2 separate regions of the Bicyclus anynana genome follow, and region 2 is linked to region 1. The links are chromatin contacts, called in public Hi-C maps. All regions are on one chromosome and are shown on one strand. Each heading gives the region's core, a stretch centred on a gene start, on an enhancer-like site or on the middle of the called end of the contact. The rest is flanking DNA. Distances are from core to core; before and after follow the strand shown. Region 1 holds the start of LOC112055426 (amyloid protein-binding protein 2). Region 2 overlaps LOC112055426 (amyloid protein-binding protein 2).

Region 1 (6,860 bases), core at 3,993-6,492:
AGGCAAAACATCTTGAGGAAATCTGCACACCTCAGAATTTTCTGAATTCTTTACGTGTGTGAAGTCTGCCAGTCCGCATTGGGCCAGCGTGGTAGACAAGTGTTTTTCAGATAGCATGGGTACGGTGACAGTCGCCTGTATGACGTTCATAGTACGTACTATTTTCGTGGATCGCGACAAACTTTCAAGAGTGAAACGAACTGTCACCCGCACCATCCTACATGAAACGAACTGTAAGGCGCCTTTTATTCCGCGAGGAGACACGTGTTCAACAGAGAGCCGGATGATTGATCATTAATAATGACCCGGACCGACATCATAACGTATTTTCCGAGACAAGGAGTAGCAGTAGCACCAACAGTTTCTCAACTCACTACCGAGAATTTAAAAAAAAAACTTAATTGTCTATTTTCAGAGCCAAATCCAAAACTCGAAGGACTTCATGTGCACTAAAATAACTCTTACGTCTCAAGATTGGTCGGGAGGACATTATTGTAATTCTTATCCTTAATTAAAAAAAAATAATTTAATAATCTGCATACTTAGTAATACAATCTTCCCTTGAATAAAAAGCCAATAAATCTGACATAAAGCCGTCATTAAAATCGGAATCGGCTAATAATTAACGTCTCTTCCGCGTGTAAATTATACCACAACACTGTATTTTGGCAACGCCATATCCACCACTGGGCTCATATTGACTGTAATTGTTTTTTTACTGGCAAACTTTTAATAAAAGTTGTGACGGTGATGGTTACGTTTGTGGTCTTGACACAAAGTGAAAATGCTTTTGGAGCGAGCAGAGTCTTTAACTATACTACAGCCTTTCTTGATGAGTACTGTTTACCAACAAAGAAATTAGAAATGAAGGTAGAAAACGCATTTCATTTCATAACTTATTTATTTTAAATTATGTATGGTTTGTTTATAAAATATTATATAAAATATATTAACCATATCTTATTCTTCTAAGCTTATTAATCAAATTTATTTTCATTAATTTAACAAAACTGAAATATAATTATTATTAGATGTGAAATTACTAGTGATTTATACCCTAATTTTTAATTTGTTTGTTGGTAAACAGTACTAGGGTAGGCATTCATTCTACTTAAAAATTGTACAAAATGCTAAATTCTTTCTTCAATACACATTCATAATAATTCCAGGGTAGGCAGTGCTTTTATACATCTACGATTTGCACTAGGAGCCAAAGCCCGAGATAACCAGACGTTCGTGATTTTAAAAATCCAAAAAAAAATATATATATTAGTATATTGTTCGAATAGTATAGTTTTTTTGAGCCTAGTTTATTATGTAGAAATACTAAACTAGTTGAAAGAAATAAAATAAGTCTGCTGGGGAATAAGTCAATTTTGACACACTTAATTTTTACCGCCCCTCATTTCGCCGCTCTGGCAAATGTCCCGCTTGCACCAATGAAATATGGTCAATTAGCCGCTTTGTTCGCCTCAGTTTTGACGGGTTAGTGACAATCTCTATTAAAATATCTTTAGTTGCTTACGAATATATGAATAATAGTGATTACGAATTCATCTCGAAATTCTCTTTCCGAAGGAATGCATTCGTTGAAACGATCGGCTCGCAAAGATCGAGCTGCCGAGAAAGGCTTTTGTCATGCAGATGGGCCCGTTTATCGAAAGTGCTTGTGCACTCTGAATACTGATAAATTAGTTCGCCCATTAACCTCTCGGTTTCTCCTGCCTCGTTTGAATGTTCTCGTTTATTCTGGCTCTCTGTGACAATTACTTTTAAGTTTGGAAATTATCTTATACCCCTACTTGATGTTATCAAAAAAACAAATAAAATTAGAAATTCATTTTTAATTACGTAGGTAGAAAACGCATATTATTTCATAACTTATTTATTTTAAATAATGTATCGTTTGTTTATAAAATGTTAATCAAAATATATTAACTATATTTGATTGTTCTAAGCTTATTAATAGATTTATTTTTATTAATTAAAAAGAACATGTTAATTATAATTACTATTAGGTGTGAAATGACTAGCGATTAATACACTCATTATTAATTTGTTTGTTGGTAAACAGTACACATTGAGTAGGGCTTTACTGATTTTTTAAAATAATTTATAACAAAGTATATTGCAATCGACTCTATTATCTTCTTGTTTCCTAGTCCTTTTCCGCACTTTATTATAATGTAGAATATATTACATAAGTGTATGTGTTAGTTTCTTGGGTCAGAAGCCCAACAAGACCAGTGAAAATTAGGTGTAGGTCAGACGGCTTTACATGCTCTCTGAGGCACAGTGATATTCTTGCAAGTAAAAAAACGGTGTTTTTGTTTTTTTTTTTACCCAGAATTCAAACCCTGGATGTCAATTGCCTAATCTGCTAACCATGAGACCATTGAGGCAGTTGTAAACAATATTACAAACAACATATAACTCAAAAGTCAAAAGTATACTTGTATGTAATAAGTATATATAACTCCGACCAGACAAGGCCTGTAGATTGTGCAACAATTGATGCATAGCCCGCTCTTTGTTGCACCAATCATACCAATAAAACTTGCTCACACCTCCAGTGAGGTTCCCTAACATATTAATAGGCACCCAGAAATAGAAAATTTATTCATGACCACTCAAACTTTGTGTATGTGATACTTATGACGAGTCAGACGACAAAACTATGAACCAGGTAGTGAGGTGGTCTTCTTGTATGATTTGTTTATTAAATAAAAAAATTTACAAAATCAAAACAGTTTCTTTTTTCACCACTAATAAAGAAGTGGTAGAGTTGTCAGACAATTTTCATGGGGAATATTTGTTGTCCGATGCACCAAAGTCTGGAAGATATCTTGGAAGGAAAATACCCACTGCCTTGGTTTGCCTCATACATAGTTTTTGTCTTATTCTACTTGAATGATTATTGTTAACAATTGGCTCACTGTTGAGCAAAAGTCTCCTCTCAGAATGAGAGAGGTTAGGCTAATAGTACACCACACTGGCCTAATGCAGATTAACAGACTTCTCGTACAGTTTCCTTACAATATTTTTAATTCACTATTTGAAGACTGATATTTATTTATTACAACTGATATTTATTTTGTTAAAATGCACACAACTGAAAAGATGCCCCAGACTGGATTCCTGGAACCTCCAAATCAAAGGCAAATATCCTACCCACTGGGCTAAATACCAGCCCGCCGGCTCAGTGGATACAAAATCTGCATCATGAATTCATGAATATTTTTTTTTCTGGGATTAAGGTGAGGACTCTATGTGTGTGTTAAGTCTGCCAATCTGCATTGGGCCAGCGTGGGGGACTATTGAGCTTCTTGTGCTGTAAACAAAATATGGGTTGATAATGATGATGATATAGCCTTACCCAGGGCTTAAACTGATCTGAAGTCATTGTCAACCCATATTCGGCTCACTTCTGTGCTTGAGTCTCTTATCAAAATGAGAGGGGTTAGGCCACTAGTCCACCACACTAGCCCAATGCGGATTGGCAGACTTCACACACACAGAGAATTAAGAAAATTGTCTGATATGCAGGTTTCCTCACGATGTTTTCCATCACTGTTTGAGACACATGATATTTAATTGCTTAAATTGCACACAACTGAAAAGTTGGAGGTGTATGCCTCGGACTGGATTCAAACCCACACCATCCAGAATCTGAGGCAGAGGTCATATCCACTGGGTTATCATGGCACACATGATCTGAAGTGGCATAGGCTAACCACTGGCCCAACAAGCAGTTTTACATTGTTTTCTTGTTTTAGAGTTCTGTACTCAAAGAGTAAAACGGGCACCTATTATTGATATGCCTCTGTCTGTCCATCTTTAAGTCTGTTACCTGGCTTTATCTAGTGAACTATGATAGACAGTTTCATAGATGATGTATTTATGTTATCAGATACTAAAAAAATATATTTTAGGGACAATACAGGAAATGACAAAGCAGAAAATTTTCTGTAGTTTTTAAGATAATGGTACAGGACCCTTCCTGCGAGAATACAATTTGCACTTGGTAAATTTTTTGAAATATGTTGTTAAATTTTAAAATGTAACAATCTAAAAGTTTATAGATCATAAAGATACAGTATTTATGTCTTAATTAGTTTGTTGTAGGCATACACTGTAGCACAGTCATCATTGTTTTTGTTATGATATTTACCTAAACATTATTGGAACAGTTAGGTACATTCTGTGAATCTGAATTATGTAAAGAGGAAAACTAAATAGCTTATTAAAATACATTGTTTTGTTGAAATGGAGAAATAAAGGAATCTTCTACCAATTTTACTGAGACATACTATAAAATTTATGATTCAAAAAGAGGTAAAGTTTGTAAATCTGTATCTAATGAACTTTTTATACACTAGAACCACAACATCAATGTAAAATCTACTGAGTATTTTAAAAACATTTCATATTGTTTCTTACACTCGTCTTTCCCTTGTTCTTAGGCTAAAAGATATTATGAAAATTCTTCATTGCTAAGTGTGCATTTACCTACATTACAAATAAAAATCACTATTTACAAGTTTATTCACCTTTTAGTTACTAAATAAAGGCTAGGAGGAGGTAGTTTAGTACGTTTATTACACTGTTATCTACATAATATTTTTACTTACAAATGACTTTAATTATGCTATTAAAATAATCTCTGTTTTAACATTGTACTATGTGTAAACGTCCAAACAATATGGTTACAGTGGAACACAATGATACTTTGTGGACGCTATCGAGGTGTATAATGTATAAATACAAAAGAGAAAGGGTTTTAATATTAAATAAACACAAAACGCGATGGGTTTCGCAACAAAGAAACGATGTGATCCGACGATCTGTGATGTGATCAATCTTGCAACAGTGAAAGTGATCGCTCACACTCGCGCACTGCCCACGGCATGACCGTGAACCCAAAACGAGGAAAAATATACAAATACACACAATAAACTGCCTCAAAACCGAATAAAACACGTGAAAATGCAAAATCAGATATGCTAACGGTGTATTTTTACTGTATGAGCAGATAAGAAGTTGCACTTACCTTGTAATACACATCCATGAGGATGGTGTCCGGGAGAGATCGCAAATCATTCCGTTCGCACTTTGATTTTTGTATGTAGTTCACTAAATTGGTTAAGCACACCTCGTATAAATTATCGGGTATTTTTTTCACACGCACCGACGTCGACGCGTCAGCCATTTTGCCGAGATAAAATAAAACTCAGCTGATTTCACTTCGCTCGGCGTGTTGACACATTGACATTTTCACCAAACTTGCCAAGCGATCGTACGATGTTCATGTTGGATACGAAGCATTTCATTGGTTGGCCAAAAATATAAACAATCCGCGATTGGTCCGACCGAATTTCAAAATGGTGACTAAAGCAAATTGAATCTATTCTATCAAAATTTTGGGGGTCATGTGATAAGGAACAAAACACTCATTATCAAGTGCACTCTTAACGGGTGCGAAAGAGACCAACAAGTTTACAAATAGCCAATTGGGCGTTACAGATATTGTAACAGCTGATTGTCTTGGATGCGGGAATTTTGATTTGAACTCCGTTTATTTTTAGTTTACCCTATCGCGTATTAGAACTCGGCTTCATTCGTATACATTTAACACCAATGATAATTAAATACGGTTGTTTTTCTATACTTCTGATCCCAACGAAACAATACTTTAAACTGTGTCCATCGTGAAAACCGCATGAAAATCCTTTCAGTACCTCAAGAGATACAATGAACAACCAACAGATTATAAATTTTACTAAACTCTACAATAATTATTATTTTATCTTTCGGGCTGTTTAAGTTCATTTATCATAATCTTAAACGGCCCACTGCTGGGTCAGGACTCCCCCATTATAGGAGAAGTTAAATGGAGCTTATGTCCACCACTCTGCTCCCAATTCTTTGATGATCATTTTTATAAGTTGGTTAAAAACTAGTTAAAAAGGAAAAAAAAGCGACACAAAACTTGAATATCATTTATTCAGAACTAAAACACAATTAACACTAAACAACAACAGTGTTGTTATAAACTAATCATTCTTTAAAGCTATCCTAGAGGAAAATAAATGCTGTTTTCCCTTTACATTTTGTTGTTAACATAAATTCGCCAATCTGTGAAACCCAAAGAAACAAAGTTGTATAAAACAATTAAAAATAAAAAGTAAACACTATACTGTACAGGATTATGGCTACGTAATTAACTTATATTATTTATGGCAGTTGTCAGTTATTATAACACTTTTGAACAACTTAAAATCAACTTTCAAATTATTTTTTTAACAAACAAAAAATAAAATTTGATATCCATTATGCATTTATGAAAAGTATTAACTTTTTCCTATTTCCATTTAACCGTGAGATTACAAAATACAATTATTGCTTTATTAGATTACAAAATAAAACGAATTTTTATAATACACTGCACCAACAATGTAGGAATACATGTTGAAGTCAAAAACAAACTATTTTTTAGGGTGTCACAGATAATCTTTGTCTTGTACTAAAATTTAAAAAATAAATTGTCTATTGCTTGCCAATAGTAAACTTGGAGATGCTTTCGAGGAGGTTTATGTATGCAGTGTGTTCATATGCCGTACTAAAATCTGACAACTTTTGCACAAACTCATTGCTAACACCTTTCTCTTCTAGAAGATTCATCAGAAGATCGTAGAGGTACTGAAAGAAAAGGATTCCCCAGGTTAATTTCCACTATATGGTTTATTTCAAGACATAATATTGTTATTTTTACAAAAAAAAAAATATTTACACAAAAAATAACTTAAATAAAATAAAATTTAATTAAAGTTTAACAATTAATTTCTCACCAGAAGAAATTA
Region 2 (6,846 bases), core at 2,781-5,280, 59 kb before region 1:
ATCGCGAGGAGCGCCGGAAATATCGACATCTTATGGTGGAGACGCAGAACAGCTACCACCTTCGGGCGGCTGAGTCGGGTAACGACGACCCCTATGGGCAAGCGTATCGGGTTGCCAGCGGGCGGTTTCGTCCTCCCGCTAACGTCATCAACGGCATCCGGTATGCGGACGGCCACCCGGGGAGTGTCGGTGAGGCCGTGGATAACCTGTTGCGCGCTCTGTGCCCGGACGACGATCCGTCAAGGGACTCTGCGTACCACAGGGAGGTCCGGATCGCGGCTTCTATTATACCGAACGGCTGCGACGCGTCTTCTCCCAGCCGTGATGTACTCGGAGGCATAGTTAGGTCTTTGCCTAACACGGCACCGGGGATCGACGGGATTACTGCACGAATGGTGAAGCGCGTATGGATTGTTGCGGCTGCAGAACTAGTGTATGTGATCAGTAAGTGCGTGCAAGAAGGGGTATTCCCCGACGTATGGAAGGATGGGAGGCTGATCGTGCTGCCGAAAGGCAACGGTAAGCCGATGACCGACCCGAAGGCATACCGCCCGATCACGCTCCTCCCTGTCTTTGGCAAAATTTTAGAACGAGTTCTTCTATGGTGTGCGCCCCAGATCGCCAGTGGGATCTCCCCCTGCCAGCATGGTTTTACACGGGGCAGGTCCACCGTTACGGCGTTGAACGAAATCCTAAGCACGGCAAGGAAAGTCTCGTCAAAATACGTTCAAGCAATTTTTCTGGACATCTCTGGTGCCTTCGACAATGCCTGGTGGCCGATGATTCTCCTCAAGTGCAAGCGAGGCGGCTGTCCACCAAACATCTACCGGATGTTGTCGGACTACTTCCGCGGAAGACGCGTGGGGATGTTCGTCGGTGATCGGGTGCAGTGGAAGGTATCTACAATGGGTTGTCCTCAGGGATCCGTGCTAGGCCCCACACTGTGGAACGTCCTGCTGGATGACTTGCTTCGGTTGCCGCTACGGGGGGGTGTCAGAGTTGTTGCGTACGCGGATGACGTCACTGTACTGATCGAGGCTGACTCCAGACGGGCGATCGAGTTGGCTGCGGCCGACTCCATCGCCCTCTTTGAGGACTGGGCACAACGGAACCGTCTCTCGTTCGCACCGCACAAATCCCAAATGGTGACGCTCAGAGGGAAGCTCCAGCGGGCTCCAGTAATCAAACTTGGCGGCGCGTCGATCAAGTCTGTGCGGCATACCGTTGTACTTGGCGTAACGATCGACTCAAGTCTGTCCTTCGCTGAGCATGCGCGATCGGTCGGAGAGCGCGCTGCGAACTGCTTCGGCAAGATTTCGCGGGTATCTACTACCTCATGGGGTGTTAGGTACCCTGCGCTGCGGATCCTCTACTACGGCACCTTTGTAGCGACGGTCGTGTATGCTGCGGCGTGTTGGGCTCAGAGGGCAACGCTCTACGTCGTTCGGACGACCCTTATCAGAGCCCAAAGGCCGGCCTTGGTTCTTCTGACCAAGGCTTACCGCTCGAACAGCGCCGCTGCGCTCGCCGTTCTGGCGGGCGTGTTGCCGGCAGATCTCGAGGTGATCCGTGCTGCCAGGCTGGATGCGGCGCGTAGTACCGCGGCCAAAGGGGAGTGGAGCAGGCGTAAGCTAGAAATCGGGTCGGCCATGACCCGCGAGTGGCAGGAGCGATGGGCGAATGAGACGAAGGGAAGTGAACTACGTCGATTTTTCCCGGACGTGGCTGGCCGACTCAGGGCGACCTGGGTCGCGCCGGACTATGAGACCTCGCAGGTCCTGACGGGTCACGGCTGCTTCCGGAAGCGCCTGCGTGACATGTGCCTCAGCGAGACTGGCGACTGTGTGTGTGGGCTGGCGGAGGAAGACCTCCACCATGTCCTGTGGGAATGCGGCGAGTACGAGGACCTCCGGAGTGCAATGTTGGAAGGGATCGTCAGAGAAGAGGCGGGACCGGTGTACTACCAGGATCTCGTTAGCTCGGCGGTCAACTTCGGCAAGCTACGGGAGTTCGCGCATCGGTGGCACGCGAGGCGGAGCGCTCTGGACCGTTGACCACCGGTCGAAGGTGATGCATGGACCGCGGCGGGCAAGCGGATCTCAACGTCGTGTGTCGTCCAGCCCCAGAAGGGGGAGAGTGAGTATCAAGGGACAAGGAGCGAAAAGAGAAAATAACTTGTAGGGAGTCAAGAAGGCGTCCCGGGAACACGCAAAGAGCAAGTACCGGGTTCGCCCTCCCTCGATTCGGCCCAAATTACCGAGAGGTTGAAAGGGCCATGGGAGGTGGTGGGTTGGTCCTGCTCACACACACACTCACCTGGAACTTGTGCATGCTCTGGTAGAGGCGGCCGAGGTTGCCGTAGTGCTTGGCGGTCTGCACGTTCATCTCGCCGAACGCCATCATGCTCAGCTCCAGCGCCGCCTTGTGCAGCGACTCCGACTCCTGCAGCAGAGCTGGTCCTGCTCACACACACACTCACCTGGAACTTGTGCATGCTCTGGTAGAGGCGGCCGAGGTTGCCGTAGTGCTTGGCGGTCTGCACGTTCATCTCGCCGAACGCCATCATGCTCAGCTCCAGCGCCGCCTTGTGCAGCGACTCCGACTCCTCCAGTAGACTTGGTTCTGCTGACAAACCAATTCATATATTTAGTAAGAATTAGCATTGCAGATCACAGTTCTAAGCAAATCCGTAACTTAAAGACAAACATAGACGGGATGGGTAGCAGCGACAGTGATTGTACCAATATTTTTTTGGTAGAGGAAACACCTCGAGCTGGTCCCAGGACTTGTGACTGTGGGTACACCCACGGTTTAAGGGATCAGATCAGGGAAGATTCTTTTACGAAACGAAACAAATACGTTCGGTCTGTTATCTTACCACTACATTAATAGCCAAACTAACTTCCAGTGGTGTTAACATACTACCAATGAGATAATCTCGTAAATAGAAATAGACAAATTTCAACTAATGGCGGTGCTCTTTTATTGCGTATTGAAAGAGATTGGGAGTACTATGTCATTATTGGTAGACATCTTGTCTATTTGTTTTCACTTAGTAGTATTTTAGCGCCACTGGAATACATCTATTCCAGGTAGTTCAAGATTTCTTATTCTTATAAGCAGTCAGTATTGAAAACAATTTTCTCGCCTCTCATGTCCTGTCCCGCGGGCGTGTCGAGTGCGATCTCTTCTAAGATGAGCGCCTTCACCCGCTTGGCAGACGCGAGCAACAAGTGGTCCGGCGGTACAAGGTTCTGAAAAAAAAAACACAATATATATAATTTTTGACGCAAATACTGTTTTACATTAGTGTCCGCAACTGGAGGCCAATCAGGATAGGTGCAAAGATATTGTTATATGAATGAGAACTGTGGCAGATTTCGCACGTTGGACAGAGGGACAGCGCCATTTTGAGGTCTTTGATTCAGACCAATTATAGAAGGACCTGTATCGCACTCATAGTCACGAACAAAATTGTCTGTCATTTTCCGAGGAAAACGAGCTTAGATTTGGTATATATCTTATACTAAATTAGAAGTTTGTGCCCATTTTTTACACCATTCAATTACACAAAAAGGTATTTTTACGGAGCTCTTTAACCGACGAACACCATTACAACTATGTAACACCGATTATATAGTTTTTATAATCGCATTAGATCGTTGATCATATACTTTGACAGAAAAGTAGCCGTTAGCGAAGCAGGTCCTATACAATAATTGGTCTGAGGTCTTTGAGTTATGTTCAAGAGAAATACCCAACCGTATCCATACCAAGGAGAGAAATCGCTAAGTTTGTTTGAGTATTCTCTATAAAAGACTAATTCTGTAGAAATCCATCAGCTGTGATGATGATGAAGACGGTGTGCGTTCCAGAACACAGCAACAGTCTTACTTTTTACTCAATGATTGTAGCACCGATGTACTCCGGTGGTGTTGGTCACTCCTGACCACCAGGCCGATGACGGTACCTCAATGATGCGTATGGCGCGCTCGGCGTGGTCGCGCGCCTTGTAGAAGCGGCCGGACGAGTACTCCAGCACGTAGAGCGCGTAAGCGAGGTCCTCCTGCGCCGTGGCCACGTGCAGGCTGCTGCGCCCGAACACGCGCCGCAGCGTGCTCAGCGCCTCCTGACAAACAGACCACAGGATTCAATCATATGGTAGATATCGCTAGCGCAGAGAAGCGCTGCTTCTGCCGCAGCAGATATGGCAGTTTTTTTTACTTTAAATCGATTTCTGACAGTACAAAAGAGTCCCAGTTGCGCCCTATATAATACGTAGTGCCACAAGGTTGTTTGTCGCCGAGTACACCAAACGATATCCCTTCACCATCGACGCCGGCCTAATTATGATCCCCATGGTGATCATACCGTGTCTCAGGCCACGGCAGCGTGGTCGATACTGCAATAGGTGATGCTAACGTCGTGCGCGTACCTCGTACACGACGACACTGTGCGTGATGGAGTCGATGTTGAGCAGGTAGAAGCCGTAGTCGATGAGCGCGTGCGCGTACCGCGGGTGCGCCGCGCCGAACGCCGCGCGCGCTAACGCCACGCCCTGCCGCACCAGCGCCCCGCCACACACGCACGTACCTCGTACACGACGACACTGTGCGTGATGGAGTCGATGTTGAGCAGGTAGAAGCCGTAGTCGATGAGCGCGTGCGCGTACCGCGGGTGCGCCGCGCCGAACGCCGCGCGCGCTAACGCCACGCCCTGCCGCACCAGCAGCCCCGCGGCGGAGAAGCGCCGCTTCACCACGCACGCCTTGCCGCACGCGCGGACTACTTCGATTGTGATCCTGTTCGACGTCAATGTGCCGGTGTAGAAAACATTCATAAAATATTTTTTCAAAAATGCGTGAGTGCTCGCAGGAGGCAAGGCCTATCACGTATTAATACTCGCCACACGCGGACCACACCCTAAACAATGCTGTTATACTATTTATTCATACAGCAAGCGTGAACTGAGCAAGTGTTAAAACGAGTTTGCTTCAGACCAAACGACTGAAGTAAAACTTCCATCAAAAATAAAGTAATACATGAAAGAGAAACTTAAAAATAAGCAGCAGACAGTAAGCGCCATCTTTCTTGTCGGAATTGCTTTACTTCACAAGCTACTACCAGTTAGTTCATAACTATGTTGTTATAAGACTAAACGGATTCGCTGGGCTTATTTGTGTTGTGTCGTAGTTTAGCTCTGTTACTACAGATGGCGCTTTTAAAACTTAACTTTATGTCATTTCGCTTTTGACTAGCTTACTGTCCAAGTTAGTTAGTAAAGAAGTTTTAGTTCAAAAAGTAACTATAAGATGGCGTTATACTCCGTACCAAAAGAGCTGGGCGTATGCATTGCTTTAAAGCGTTCTATTTTCTTCCTGCAAAAACGGTCGGCGGGCACACTCAAAAAAAGTTTGTCACCCCTGCTTTGCCCAACGAAAGGTCAATGCCCTTTTGTAAGGCGATCGTCCAGTAGTCCGGCGCGCACTCACTTGGGCGGCGTGTGCGGTGTGAGCAGCGCCAGCGCGTGCATGCTCCAGGCGTGCGCGGCGCTGTAGTCGCAGCGCACGAAGAACAGCGCGCTGAACTCCTTGCACAGCAGCGCCAGCAGCGCCGAGCCGCCCCACGCGCCGCACGCGCCGCACCACTCCTCCGCGCACGCGCCCGCCCTGCCGACGACCACTGATCTCGATCAAACACATACTGCACCAATTTTTTTTTGTATTTGCTATAAAAGTACATTAAAATTTTCTTTTTAAATATGACCAATATTCCCATTCCCCTCCAACTAGTCGAGAAAGACTGTATTAAGAGTCGGTACGACAATAGACCAACGGGGCGGAGATTGAACCTCCACCCTATTATTATTAGAGACCACCTCCACCCTATTATAATATATATTAGAGCTATTGAGGCTATAAAATATAGCAGACATCTACCCTCCTATCCTACATTTAAAATGTATGTTGTATGTAGAAATCTCAGACTAATTACATAAGGACTAGTATCGCACCTAAATTCACAAACAAAATTGTCTGTAATTTTTCATAGAAAAAGAGTCTTATACTAAACTATAAGTTGTTGACAATTTTTGCACCATTCAAATGCTCAAAATAGTATTTTCAGAGTTCTTTATCCGACGAACACGATTACAAATATGAAACATGTATTCTATAGAGACAGTTTTTATAATCGCATTAGATCGTTGATCATATACTTTGACAGAAAAGTAACATCTAGCGAGGCAGGCAGGCAGAGGCAGATGGATGTCTAGCGTTACTAGGATGGATAAAATATTTAAAGGGGGGTCTGAAAGTGTCGCCAGTGACGAATAAGATGAGGGATAGTTTGGTATGGACATGTGGCAAGGAGAGATGAAATTCATATTACCAGAAGAATCACGAAAATGCAAGTAAACAAAACAAAATCTGAGGTTTTTAATTACGAGCTGTTGCAATACTTGCTGCTGTCGCAAATTATTGCTGTATATAAATCAAGAAAATAGGCGTTTTCAGAACCACGTCAAAAAATCATTTCTTCATTAACTTTCAAAGTGGCTTCAGGAATTCACTGACCACCTTGGGCTTCACTGATTCCTCTTTGCCCTCAACGCGGCACCCCCTAAAATGTAGTTGACACTCACGTGGGCGTATCTTCATCACCCTGCAGCGCCTTGAAGCAGGTGTCGGCTATGGAGAAGGAGTCGTCGGGCAGCTTGGTGGCCACGTCCTCCGGCAGTCCAAGCAGCTTGAGCGCCAGCGCGTACGTCTCCGCCGCGGCCGGGAAACAGCAGTACGCTGATTGTGTGTTGAGCAATCTGGAAACATTGCGCGTTTCGTTATAGTGG

The links. A called contact is a pair of places that touch in the nucleus more often than the background predicts.
Region 2: a contact with region 1 is called in a Hi-C map of whole body, with 4 times the contacts expected there. The contact joins the enhancer-like site here to the promoter of LOC112055426 in region 1. A contact is called at or near these places in 2 of 2 Hi-C or Micro-C datasets (whole body and whole larva).

The regions. Positions count from the first base shown.
Region 1 is chr14:1,193,774-1,200,633 of ilBicAnyn1.1, reverse strand. LOC112055426 (amyloid protein-binding protein 2) reads right to left here and starts at 5,242. Exons shown (of 13, transcript XM_052885325.1): 1 at 5,051-5,242. The coding sequence starts at 5,209. It overlaps LOC112055430 (complement component 1 Q subcomponent-binding protein, mitochondrial), which reads right to left. Exons shown (of 5, transcript XM_024095547.2): 5 at 5,986-6,699. The coding sequence ends at 6,547.
Region 2 is chr14:1,251,380-1,258,225 of ilBicAnyn1.1, reverse strand. LOC112055426 (amyloid protein-binding protein 2) reads right to left here. Exons shown (of 13, transcript XM_052885325.1): 5 at 6,643-6,816; 6 at 5,492-5,668; 7 at 4,594-4,801; 8 at 3,971-4,129; 9 at 3,149-3,254; 10 at 2,480-2,625. Among protein-coding and RNA genes, the nearest start is that of LOC112055427, 24 kb to the left of the region's middle. Within about 2 kb of position 4,030, at least 5 of the 8 cell types and tissues checked have open chromatin away from gene starts, as enhancers often do.